Linked DNA regions of Canis lupus: regions 2 and 3 are each linked to region 1. Evidence: chromatin contacts called from public Hi-C data. All regions are on one chromosome and are shown on one strand. Each heading gives the region's core, a stretch centred on a gene start, on an enhancer-like site or on the middle of the called end of the contact. The rest is flanking DNA. Distances are from core to core; before and after follow the strand shown. Region 1 holds the start of HMGB1 (high mobility group box 1). Region 2 holds the start of KATNAL1 (katanin p60 ATPase-containing subunit A-like 1). Region 3 overlaps KATNAL1 (katanin p60 ATPase-containing subunit A-like 1).

Evidence for each region. Hi-C and Micro-C count contacts between places; a contact is called where the count stands out from the background.
Region 2: a Hi-C map of blood shows a contact between it and region 1, with 6 times the contacts expected there. The contact joins the promoter of KATNAL1 here to the promoter of HMGB1 in region 1. A contact is called at or near these places in 3 of 9 Hi-C or Micro-C datasets (amygdala and blood).
Region 3: a Hi-C map of blood shows a contact between it and region 1, with 1.8 times the contacts expected there. The contact joins the enhancer-like site here to the promoter of HMGB1 in region 1. A contact is called at or near these places in 2 of 9 Hi-C or Micro-C datasets (amygdala and blood).

Annotation. Positions count from the first base shown.
Region 1 is chr25:9,606,792-9,610,558 of UU_Cfam_GSD_1.0, reverse strand. HMGB1 (high mobility group box 1) reads right to left here and starts at 2,302. Exons shown (of 5, transcript NM_001002937.2): 1 at 2,149-2,302.
Region 2 is chr25:9,765,556-9,768,848 of UU_Cfam_GSD_1.0, reverse strand. It overlaps KATNAL1 (katanin p60 ATPase-containing subunit A-like 1), which reads right to left and starts at 1,513. Exons shown (of 12, transcript XM_038573356.1): 1 at 1,366-1,513. It overlaps LOC102155683 (a long non-coding RNA gene), which reads left to right and starts at 1,624. Exons shown (of 3, transcript XR_005378406.1): 1 at 1,624-2,318; 2 at 3,195-3,293.
Region 3 is chr25:9,822,748-9,826,384 of UU_Cfam_GSD_1.0, reverse strand. It overlaps KATNAL1 (katanin p60 ATPase-containing subunit A-like 1), which reads right to left. Exons shown (of 12, transcript XM_038573356.1): 7 at 789-947. Among named protein-coding and RNA genes, the nearest start is that of MIR8825, 26 kb to the left of the region's middle. Within about 2 kb of position 1,969, at least 2 of the 20 cell types and tissues checked have an H3K27ac peak or open chromatin away from gene starts, as enhancers often do. A contact at or near this core is called in blood, where this site is marked.

The DNA of each region.
Region 1 (3,767 bases), core at 1,053-3,552:
GAAAACCAAAGTATTGATTATTTAACATAGCAGTGACATTAGCCTCCTAAACAATCCTAAACAAGAAAATGGCAGTGATGGCCAATTCCTAGAAGAGGCTATGCCAAGCAAAACAAAACAACAACAACAACAACGACGACAAAAAAACCAGTCCTTCAGTGTGAGCTCAAAAAAGTGTAGACACAAGGGCATCCTCATACGGTATTCGTTACTCATCTGCCTGTATCTGCTCCAAATGAACACCTAACCGGTCACTTAGAAACTTTTTAAACGTACAAAACCATGTTTAATCCCCAAAACCAAAGACCACAAAACTAACGCTGCCGGCTCGAGGATCTGCATCACAGAAGGAATACACATGGACAGGGGCTCTGTGGGTAGACTTTTTCCAAATCATGGGCCTAAGTCACCGTCTACCTGAAGTTTTCCCAATAGGGACTTTTAAAAATACTCTCTGCACAAAACTTTGCTGGGAGGAGGGAGGCGTAGGAAGCTCCGGCTCGGACCCAGGCCGGGGGGTGGCGGCGGTATTTGTGCGGCTGCCACCGCGAGGCAGCCTCGTTTCCTATCGGTTTGGCCCCGAGATGTATTTCAGTTCTGACTAAACACGTCCGGTCTGAAGTTTCTTCGAGTAAACAAGGATGAGGGACAAAAGCCACTCCTGCTCGCTGCTCTGCCTGCCCCCCCCCAGCCACCAGGGGAGTATTTTTTTAATAATCTGTGGAAGTCGGGGCGCCGCTCGAGGCGGGCGCCGCACACCTTCCCGCCACTCGGCCCCCACCCCCCGAACTTCGGTGGCGGCGGCGCGGCCGAGCCGCCGCGGGGCCGCGGCCCAGCCTCCAGGCCTCGGGCCGCCCGCGCCGGCCCCGCCACGTGCGCCCGCCCGTCTGCCCGCCGGCGCAGGCCCCGCAGGCCTCCCCCATTTTGTCAGCTCGGCGGAGGGAGAAGCCCCGCTCGAAATGGGGGCTGGCTCCGCCCGCGGCCGCCGGGGCCGCCGCGCACGGAATGGCCGCTGCGCGTCTTCCCCGCCTGCGCCGCCGCCGCCGCCGCGAGGGCGAGCGCGAGCGAGAATATGGCTCCTTCCCTTTGTGTGTGTGTGTGTGTGTGTGTGTGTGTGTGTGTGTGTGTGTGTGTGTGTGTGTGTGTGTGTGAGCGAGTGTGTGAGTGTGAGCGCAGGCGGGCGGGGTGCGCGCCGCGCTCTGGCGCACACACTCGGCCATTACAGCCGGGGGGGGGGGGGCGGGGGGCGCGCGGGCCCGGACCCTCCCCCTCCCGGCCCGCGGGGGAGGGGGCCGCCCCGGGAGGCGCCCACCGGCCCGCCGCTCCCCGGCCCCCTCGGCGTGGGCCCGCGCGCCCCGGCCGCCCCCGCACGGAGAACGCGGGGCTGGTTAGAGAGGAAAAAAAAGTTGCCTCGGAACTGCTGCGCCCAGGTCCCCCGCCCGCTCCCGCCCGCCTTGTTTTCTCTCCAGCCAGCAGCGCCGGGCCGAGTCAGCCATGTTCCAGCGAGCGCAGCGGCGCCGCTCCCCCCGCCGCCGAGCCGCCGCCGCCGCCGCCGCCGCCGCCACCGCCGCCGCCGCGCCCGGGCACAGGCCGGCGGGCTCGGCCCCGCGCCGCCGCCCCCGGCCCACCGCGCCGCCTCGCCCGCAGCGCCCGCCCGCCCGCCCGCGCTCGCCGCCGGCGCCCGGCTCTCTGCGGCGGCCAATGCAGCCCGTGGAAGCGCCGCCGCCTGCCCGCCTGTCCGCCCGCCCGCCTGCCCTCCCGCCGCCGGCCCCGCCGCCCGCCGCCCCCCGCGCACGCCGGCCGCTCGAACACTCGGCCCGGGGGCCCAAAACACGTTGAAAAAATTTTTTTTAATTAAAAAAAATTTTTTTTGCGCCAGTCAGCGCGGACGCCGCCGGGGGTGGAAACTCGCGGGGCTCGGGGTTCGCAGCGCCTCAGGCAGCCTGTGGGCCGGGGTTCCGGCGCGGGGCAGGGCTCCCGGCGCCCGAGAAGAGGCTCGCTCCGTGCGCAGTTCCCCCCACGGTCCCCCCTCATTTGCCTTTGTGTGGATCCTGACCCGCCGGCTCCCGGCCGCGGGGATCCGGCCACCGCGCGGGGTGGGGAGCTGCCGGAGGCGCTCTCCCCGCCGCGGCGCTGCCCCAGACTCACCCTCAGCGAGGCACAGAGTCGCCCAGTGCCCGTCTGGCTCTCACTTGCCCCGGCGCTGTCTCTATGGAGCTCAATGTACTGCAATGGCTGTGAGAGCGGGAGCCAGACGCAGCCTCCTCACTCTCTCCGCTCTGTAACATTACTCTCCAGCCAGCGCGGCTCCTATTGGCTACCGCCAACTCACGGGGCTCGCTCATTGGCCCGATACCTCCCATTGTCCTGACCAGAGCCCGTTTGCTATTGGCTGTCTCCGGGGACACGTCATCAAGGATTGAAACAGCGCGCAAATCTGAATGTGTGTGTATGCCGGGCAAAGAGGCTGAGGCGGGAGAGGCAGAGGCAGAGGCAGCAGCTGCTACGGGAAAGCAGAGCTCTATGGTGTATGTGTGCATGTGTCTAACCCAAGCCAGCCCCACACCGGAGCGGCCGCCGGAGCGAAAAGTGCCTGACTTTTCCACAAGTGTCCCCAACTCCTCAGGCAAAAGAGACACTCACAGGCCTCCCCCCCCCTTCTTACCCCAAACTCACTTCCAAAGCCATTGAAATAAGAGGCCCCAGAATTTTAACAGACCTTCAAAAGTGAGTGCGACAGTTTGAGATCACGTCCCCTGAAAATTGGGGTATCGGCTAGTGCAGAGGGGCAAAGGCAGCCAAGATTCGAGCCCCTCAACAGCATATGGTTGCATTACACTTGAGATCTCTGGAAAGGTAGGGCTTTTCCTGCAGCAAAGTGACATGATCCAGTCAGCCGGTTTTAAAATACCCCATTTCTGGGCTCATAAGCCGTAACGTCAAGCTTGCTGAGCAGCTGAAATCTTGACTCACTGAACAGGCATTCAGTTTCACTCTTTTTCTTGGTTTGATCGAGTTTCACAGCATGTCTAGAACTTTTTATTTAAATACAAAGCACTGTCTTAACTTCCTGGAAATCAAATAATTATCCCATGTAATTAAAGCACAGCTACTTCGTTTTGATATGGGGTACTCTAGCAGGAAATGTTTGTGAGGGCCTGCTAGAATTAGCAAATTCATTAGAGACCACATTTTTGCCTGTTTGGCTATTTTATTTGACTTGGTGTGGATTACTGTTATAATCAAACGAATCCTTGTGATGCTATCTTTCTCTCCCATCACACCACTTAGTGCATCCATGTAACTGCTCTAGGATTACAGCAGTTGTACGTATATTGTTACCCGGAGGATTAGATGCAGGCAGAGAGTGCATATGCCCAAATCCACAGGCTGTGGTTTCTCTAACTCGCCAAGCTGGCTGGTATTAATAGACATACTTACTATGTCTGTAAAGAAAATGTACTAGCTATAATGGTCAGTTCTGAAGACTATAGTTCTATTGGTCTTTTATGAAACGATTATCTATTCCTCCTTAGCCTAAGCAGACCACACCCCTGTTCAGTTATAACAGACTTCCCCTTTTTCACTCTCTAATGGTGTGTTTATAATACTTCTAAATCCACCAGCCAATTCCTCCCAATGTAATAGATCAAAGTTAAAAACAAATCATTTTATTATGTTAATTCATTTCTTGTATCTACTCAAAGCATCCATAACCTAATGTATTTGCTCCCATTTATTAAACTGTTTGAGAATAGGCTTAGATA
Region 2 (3,293 bases), core at 264-2,763, 160 kb before region 1:
AAGAAGCTCTGCTAAGCTGGGAGCCTCCTTCTCCCTGTCCCTCAGCTGCTCCCTCTGCTTGTGCTAATAAATTCTTTTTTAAAAAAATGATGTAAAACACACAAAATAAGACCACTCTACTATCAATTTTTTCCACATACTCTATAAAATACCAAATTTCTAGGATCGTTATCTACCTGTTGAAAAAATTTTAAAAGATAATCAAGGCAGGTTTTTTAAATCTGGTGGGCTTCCTTACCACCAAGGCCTGAGCCAACTCTAAGGACTAAGGTGTATTGCAGAGTTTTTTGTTTTTTGTTTTTTTTTAAGTAGAACACGGCATTTTTCATTCTGAAAACATGCTACCGAGAAATTCTAAAGAACATTAAAATAATCAAAGAAAATAATTACTACTACTCACTGCTTTAAAAAAAAAAAAAAAAAAAGACCAGTCTGTGCTTTAAAAATCACTAGTAATTTAAAGCTAAATTAATCTTCAAATATGTGTAGGTAATGTTCAAGCTAGTATTAAGTAGGGGTGAGGGGGGCTCATTTTACAATATTGACCCTCAATAAATAAAACGCAAAAGGCAGAACGGTTTTTTTTTAAGGTATTACTATATAATAGCATGGTCTCTACTTCTACACTTGACCTTTAAATATTAATGCCCTCTGAGTAATTATTAATGGCTTTAATATGCAAACACCTCCGAGCTACTTCAGAATAAACATGATTAAATATCTAAAAATAAACGTATTAGGGAAAGGAGAAAGGCCTGTTAAAAAAAACCGTTTCTCGGTCTCCCATCAAATGTGTGCCATACATACGGTTCGGCACCGAGCGGCAGCAGCAACCTGGGAGGGTCAGAGGCGCCGCAGGCCCGAGGCCCTGCAGCTGGGGCGGCTGCTCATCACCGAGACTACCGGGGGCGGTGGCCCAGCCCAGTCGGGGTGGGGCTGAGCGCTGTTAACCGGGGCGGGCCAAACGGCAGGACGGGAAGCCCAAGTCTCACCTCCACTTCCCTTTCCCAGCGCAGAGCGCAGTTCGGCGACCACCCAAGAGCCCCAGCACCACAAAGACACAGATTTTCTCTGGCCCGGTAGGCTCAAAGTTTATCGGTCTTTCCCAGCAGCCAGGGCCGCCGGGCTTTGTAGTTCGCCGGTCCAGGCCACGCCGCCACGGCCGCAAGCCTGCGGGGCCGCTAAACTACGATCCCCATAATGCCCCGCGAGCCTCGAGCTCCCACTGTTCTCCACCTCCCCTGCCGGCGCCCCGACCGCCGCGCCGCCGCACCGCCTAGGCGGCGGGACACTGGGTGGGGCTGTCAGCCTGGATACCCCCCCACCTGCTCTCCTGCTTGCGCCCCTCTCCCTCGGATTCATTACCTAGGTGCCGCAGCTCGGCCGCCGGTTGGTGATGCGGCCCGGTTGGGGGAAGGGCACAGGCCTCTGCGGCCGCCGAGTCCGTTAGTTCCCGACGTGCGTGAAGAGGCGGCGGCGGCGGCGTACGGTTGCCATGGCAGCCGCGAGGCGAGCGGTGGGGGGAGCACAGAGGCTCACAGTCAACTCGGGGGAGGAGCCTGAGAACCCCGCCCGGGTGCGGGGGAAGGGCGGCGCAAGGGTGAGGCGGAGAGGGGCGGGCGGTGACCTGGAGGAGGACGCGCGGCTGATCGAGCTCGGGGACTGCCCGACGAGCCCTGCCGCGGCCGCGGCCAATCCCTCGGCCGGACGCTGGTCCGCTGCGGTCGGCGGAGCGCCTCGGTGCCGCTCTATTCTGAGACGGTAGCTGTGGCGCCGGAGGAGGCAGCGCCGGGCGTCTCGCCGCCGGGCTCCGTAAAGGTCGTCGGGCCCGGGCCGGCCCGTCCCCCTTTGGCCTTTCCACCAGCAAAATCCCATTTGCAGTGTTGCACACCCTCTGCCGCTTTCGGAGGAGCAGGGTGGAGAGGAGTCCCTTAGTAAGGTGTAGAGCGTACGGCCTTTCGGATTGTTGAGGTCTGAGAACGCCTAAGAGGCGCCGATTTGGGCTGAACGTTTGAGGCGTATGCTATTCCTGAGGTGATGGTTTGTGGACTCTGCAGCAGCCTTCTCAGAGGTGCGGGGCCGGGGCCGTAGAAACCGTAGAAACCGCAGAACCGCTTCTCGGTTCCCGCCCTGCCCCTACCCGGGGCAGCGGATCCCCGGGGGCAGTTCACTCCCGGATGCGGAACGCCTTACTCTGCAAAATGGAGACGATGTCTAGTGCCCAGTGCCTTGGAGAAATCAGGGCGTCGATACCGATGGACCACTGTGAAACAAAGACTGGCATTTAACAATGTTTAAATCTTATTTAACCCTTCGTGGTAAGAGTCAGAAGAGGGGTGGCCGGAGGGGAGGCTGGGGTGCGGCTGAAGACGGAATTCTCTAGTGATGGAGAAGCTCTGTCTCTTCCTTAGGCTTCGGGTTACAGAGGCATATGCCTTTGTCAAAACTCATGGAATAGTACCCGTAAAATCTGCACATTTCACTGTAGGTGAATGTACCTCAAAAAAAAAAAAAAAAACATAAAAATAATTCAAGATCAGTCTTAGCAACTTACAAATATACAATACAGTGTTGTTAACTTTGGTCACCAGGCTGTACCTTACATCCCCAGGACTGACTTATTTTACAATAGGAAATTTGTACCCTTCGACCACCCTCCTCACCCACTACTCCCAATCCCCACATCTGGCAACCACCAGTCTGTTCTCTGCATCTGTAACATCGTTATTAGAGCTGTAGACTCTAATAGAAACCACGGAGATGGTCTCTGTCCAATCTCCAGACTTTGCAGATGAGGAAAATGAGACCTAGTAATTTAAATAAACGGAGGAAGGGGGGCGGCAGAATTACCCTGTCATTTTCTACCAATAAATGTCTCTTGAGAAATTATGATTGAAAATAGCAAGCTGCTTACTGTGCATGTCATCCAGTTCTCAGTCGGGGTCACCTTGTCCACAGAAATTTTGTTAAAATTGACTCAAGTCCCTTTCCCACCTCGTGTGGAAAGGCCAATGTTCTCTCCAAGATGGTACAATCCCTGGGGGTTTTAGAATCTCAGGGTCACTTCTGGCTGAGTTCTTGCTCTCTCTGAACACATGGACTCTCTCACATCTCACCTTCTGCAGCGCTTTTCTCTCCTGCTGACACAGTTTGGAAATCAAGCCCTTTTCTTTGGTTGGTCATTTGTATAACAGGTTCCGCTGAAGGTTTGGAGCAGCTGAAGGGTTTTAAATGAAGGATGCAGATAACCTAAAGTTAGAATTCCCTGGTCTTGGAAGGACCTCGGTATCCTA
Region 3 (3,637 bases), core at 720-3,219, 220 kb before region 1:
ATAACTACTGCAAGTCCCTAATGAAAAAGGAAAACTTTAACGATAGGTCAATTTCTGATTTTTATATATTTTTTTAAAGATTTTGTTTATTCATTTGAGACAGAGACTGAGAGAGAGAACATAAGCAGGAGGGAGAGGGAGAAGCAGGCTCCCCACTGAGCCGGGAGCCTGATATGTGACTCGATCCCAGGACCCAGGGATCATGACCTGAGCCAAAGACAGATGCTTAACCATCTGAGCCACCCAGGTGCCTAATTTCTGATTTTTAAAATATATACTAAAATATACTCAGCTCAACCAGCTCATTAGAAATCCTGAAATATCAAACCATACATATTACTTCCAAAGTGTCTTCCACCCTCACTGGATAAGCTGCCCTTATCTCAGAGAGGAAGAAACACTGAAGACACATCAACCCTCCAAAAAAGCCACCACCTTATACCTTACTCATGTGTCAAGAACTGTTCAACTACAACTCCATTAGTCCTTTTAAAAACAGATCCCAGGACACCTGGGTGGCTTAGCAGTTGAGCGTCTGCCTTTGGCTCAGGGCATGATCCTGGAGTCCCAGGATCGAGTCCCACATTAGGCTCCCTGCATGGAGCCTGCTTCTCCCTCTGCCTGTGTCTCTGCCTCTGTGTGTGTGTGTGTGTGTGTGTGTCTCATGAATAAATAAATAAAATCTTAAAAAAAAAAACAAAAAACAGATCCCTAGGTAAATGGATATAAAAGGGATATCATTCGCCTACAGAAACAGTACTTTGAAATCTGAATATATCATCACTCACCATTTCAAACAACAGACGGACTAACTTCTCAGATTCACCTCTATATTTAGATGTCAGTGTAGAAGATGAAACATTGAAGAATGTTGTGCCACATTCAGTGGCAACAGCTTTAGCTAGCATAGTCTTACCAGTGCCCGGGGGTCCAACCATCAGTACACCCTGAAATTTCAAAATCTGTATTAAATGTTTTATCAAATTAAAATGTATTCTTATAAAATATCATCAGCTATTGATGTACATTAAAAATTTCCCCATGAAAAAAGAAACTCAACTGTCACCATGTCACTCATGGTGCATTTGACATGAGTATCATTTCACAGATTAAAAAAAAATGCAGACTGATTTCACAAAATACCTCAAATGAGAGGTACTCAGGGATGGGCTAACAAAAGGCCCAGACAGTAAGAAATCTTCTGATATATTTAAAAAGAACCTACCCAATTTTCTACCTGGAAGAAGGTAAGTATGTATAGTCTTGAGCATGGCTTAAGAGTGACTGCTCTGTTTAAACATAATGAAATTAAGACATTTCCTACCACATCTAGTAGAATTATACATTCCTTGCCCTTCAAAGAGACAAAACCTGTCTTCCACAAAACATAATACACAGTTTTTAAACAAAGTAGAGATCACTTATTAGTTAAGAAGGTAACTAAAATCCAGTGGCAATTCAAGAATAATCAATTTAGCTAGCATTTTATCAGATTAATGTGCTAGACAATTAATAGTTCATATAAAACAGTGTTAGTAATGAAAGAGTCACTAAATATAGACTAAAAACTAAATTTTACTTACCATCTTTGAAAACAAACAAAAATGCTTCTGTAAAAATAAATCAACTAGAAGTAAAAATTATTCAATAACACCAATCCTCTACTATTGAAGAATACTGGATTTTCTTCTCACACTTTCAATGGGAGTTCAGATACCCAGTGAACATCACATTTCTTTTGTATAATAGTTGGTAATCTTAAGAAGAATTCTGTCCTATTTATTTAATATGTTTCTGGAGATTTAAATTTTGAAAATTATGCACATATAAAGTTTCACAAATTCAGAAACTGTCCAAACCCTTTTCTAGTGTGAAAATTAATGGAAGACTCCTTTAAAATAGAGCTACGAAGCCAGAAGGGGGAGCTCTCATGCTCTACAACTCTTAGTCAATTGCAGACCCAACTGGAAGAGACCTATCTTGCAAGTCTATGCTGTGTTAGCTACTATCGCCACCCCCTACCCTCCCCCTGGCAACAGCCTAGTCAATGAAAGAGTGTCATAACCCAGCCAATGAAAAACCATTACACTGTAACCTCACACTTTACTCAAATAGGCTTTTACTAACAACCTCCCAATTTTCCCTTTTCTCTATAAAAAAGAGTTTTCCTCTCCTCTGTTCTCCAGACTTGGCTATCGCTATAGCTTGTTTGTCCCAAATTGTAATTCTCTGCTATTCTCAAATAAGCCCATTTTTTGCTGATAAAATAACTGACAGCTTTTTTTTTTTAAGATTTTATTTATTCATGAGACACAGAGAGAGAGAGAGGCAGAGACATAGGCAGAGGGAGAAGCAGGCTCCATACGGGAAGCCCAATGTGGGACTAGATCCTGAGCCAAAGGCAGACGCTCAACCGCTAAGCCACCCAGGCGTCCAGCGTCCCGTTTTGTTTTGTTTTAAGATTTTTTATTTATTCATGAGAGACACACACATAGAGAGGCAGAGACATAGGCAGAGGGAGAAGGAGGCTCCATGCAGGGAGCGTGATGACAGCTTTATTTTTAAGGTTTACACTACCTATAGAATTCTGACACCCAGAAAGAAGATTTGAAACACTACTTTAGTAACTGTTTTTTTGCTCTGCAAGGAGCTTATAACTGAGATGGATTTTGAAAACTAAAAACAACTAATAGTATAAGCACAGCTATAGCAAAATTCATTATTTCTCTAATGTCCCCTTTGAATGCCCTCTCTGTTCCTGTAATGTCTTTCATGTGGGCACCTCCAATAGGAGTTAATTTCCAACATCAGTCTCTGTACATAGATAGAATCACACAGTACAATATTTATAAATTTCAGCTCCTCATGAATTATTCTTTCAATTATCTCCTCTATTTCCTATATCTCCTTCTCTATTGGCTCTTTCCCCCAGTATATAAACATACTTAAATCTGTCCTGTTTAAAAAAAAAAAAAAAAAAATCCTTTGCTCAACCCTACGAATCCCCTTTATACTATCCACTTTTTACCTTCTCAGCCAACCTTCTTTAAAAATTTCATGCTTACTAGTTTTTCTTTTTGAGCTACAATCTGAGTTCTGCCTCCACTAATTCATTAAAACTACCTAATTTACTAATCCAGTGGTCACTTTTCATCCCATATCTTCTTTCCTTCTCCCTGACCTCTGCTGGTGCTGTTACCTGATGTTCATTCCCTTCTTCCTGAAGTGCTTCCTCCCTATGTTAGTTCTATGACACTGTTCTTCCCTGATGCTCCTCCTACTCATGACTCTCTTCACTGCCTTTCAGGTTTCCTCCTCCCCTGCCCTTTATATTCTTGAAGCAATTCCAAACCGTTTGCTCTTTTTCCTTTATAGACTTCCTTAAACAATCTCATCCACACCCATATTATCACAATTTTAATTTAAATTCAAACTCTGTTCTAAGCTCCAGACCTGTTTCCAATTACTTACTATTTACCTAAACATATTTTGTTTCTATTTAAATCTGCCCCTCTTCCCAATTTTCAGTACCAATTCATAGTGTATGCACCTTATATAATAAAGAATTTGACTGGTCTTTTTCCCCAGTTCCTGGGAAGAAAACTATAAATCCTCAGAATTTCCAAGTGACAGGAGT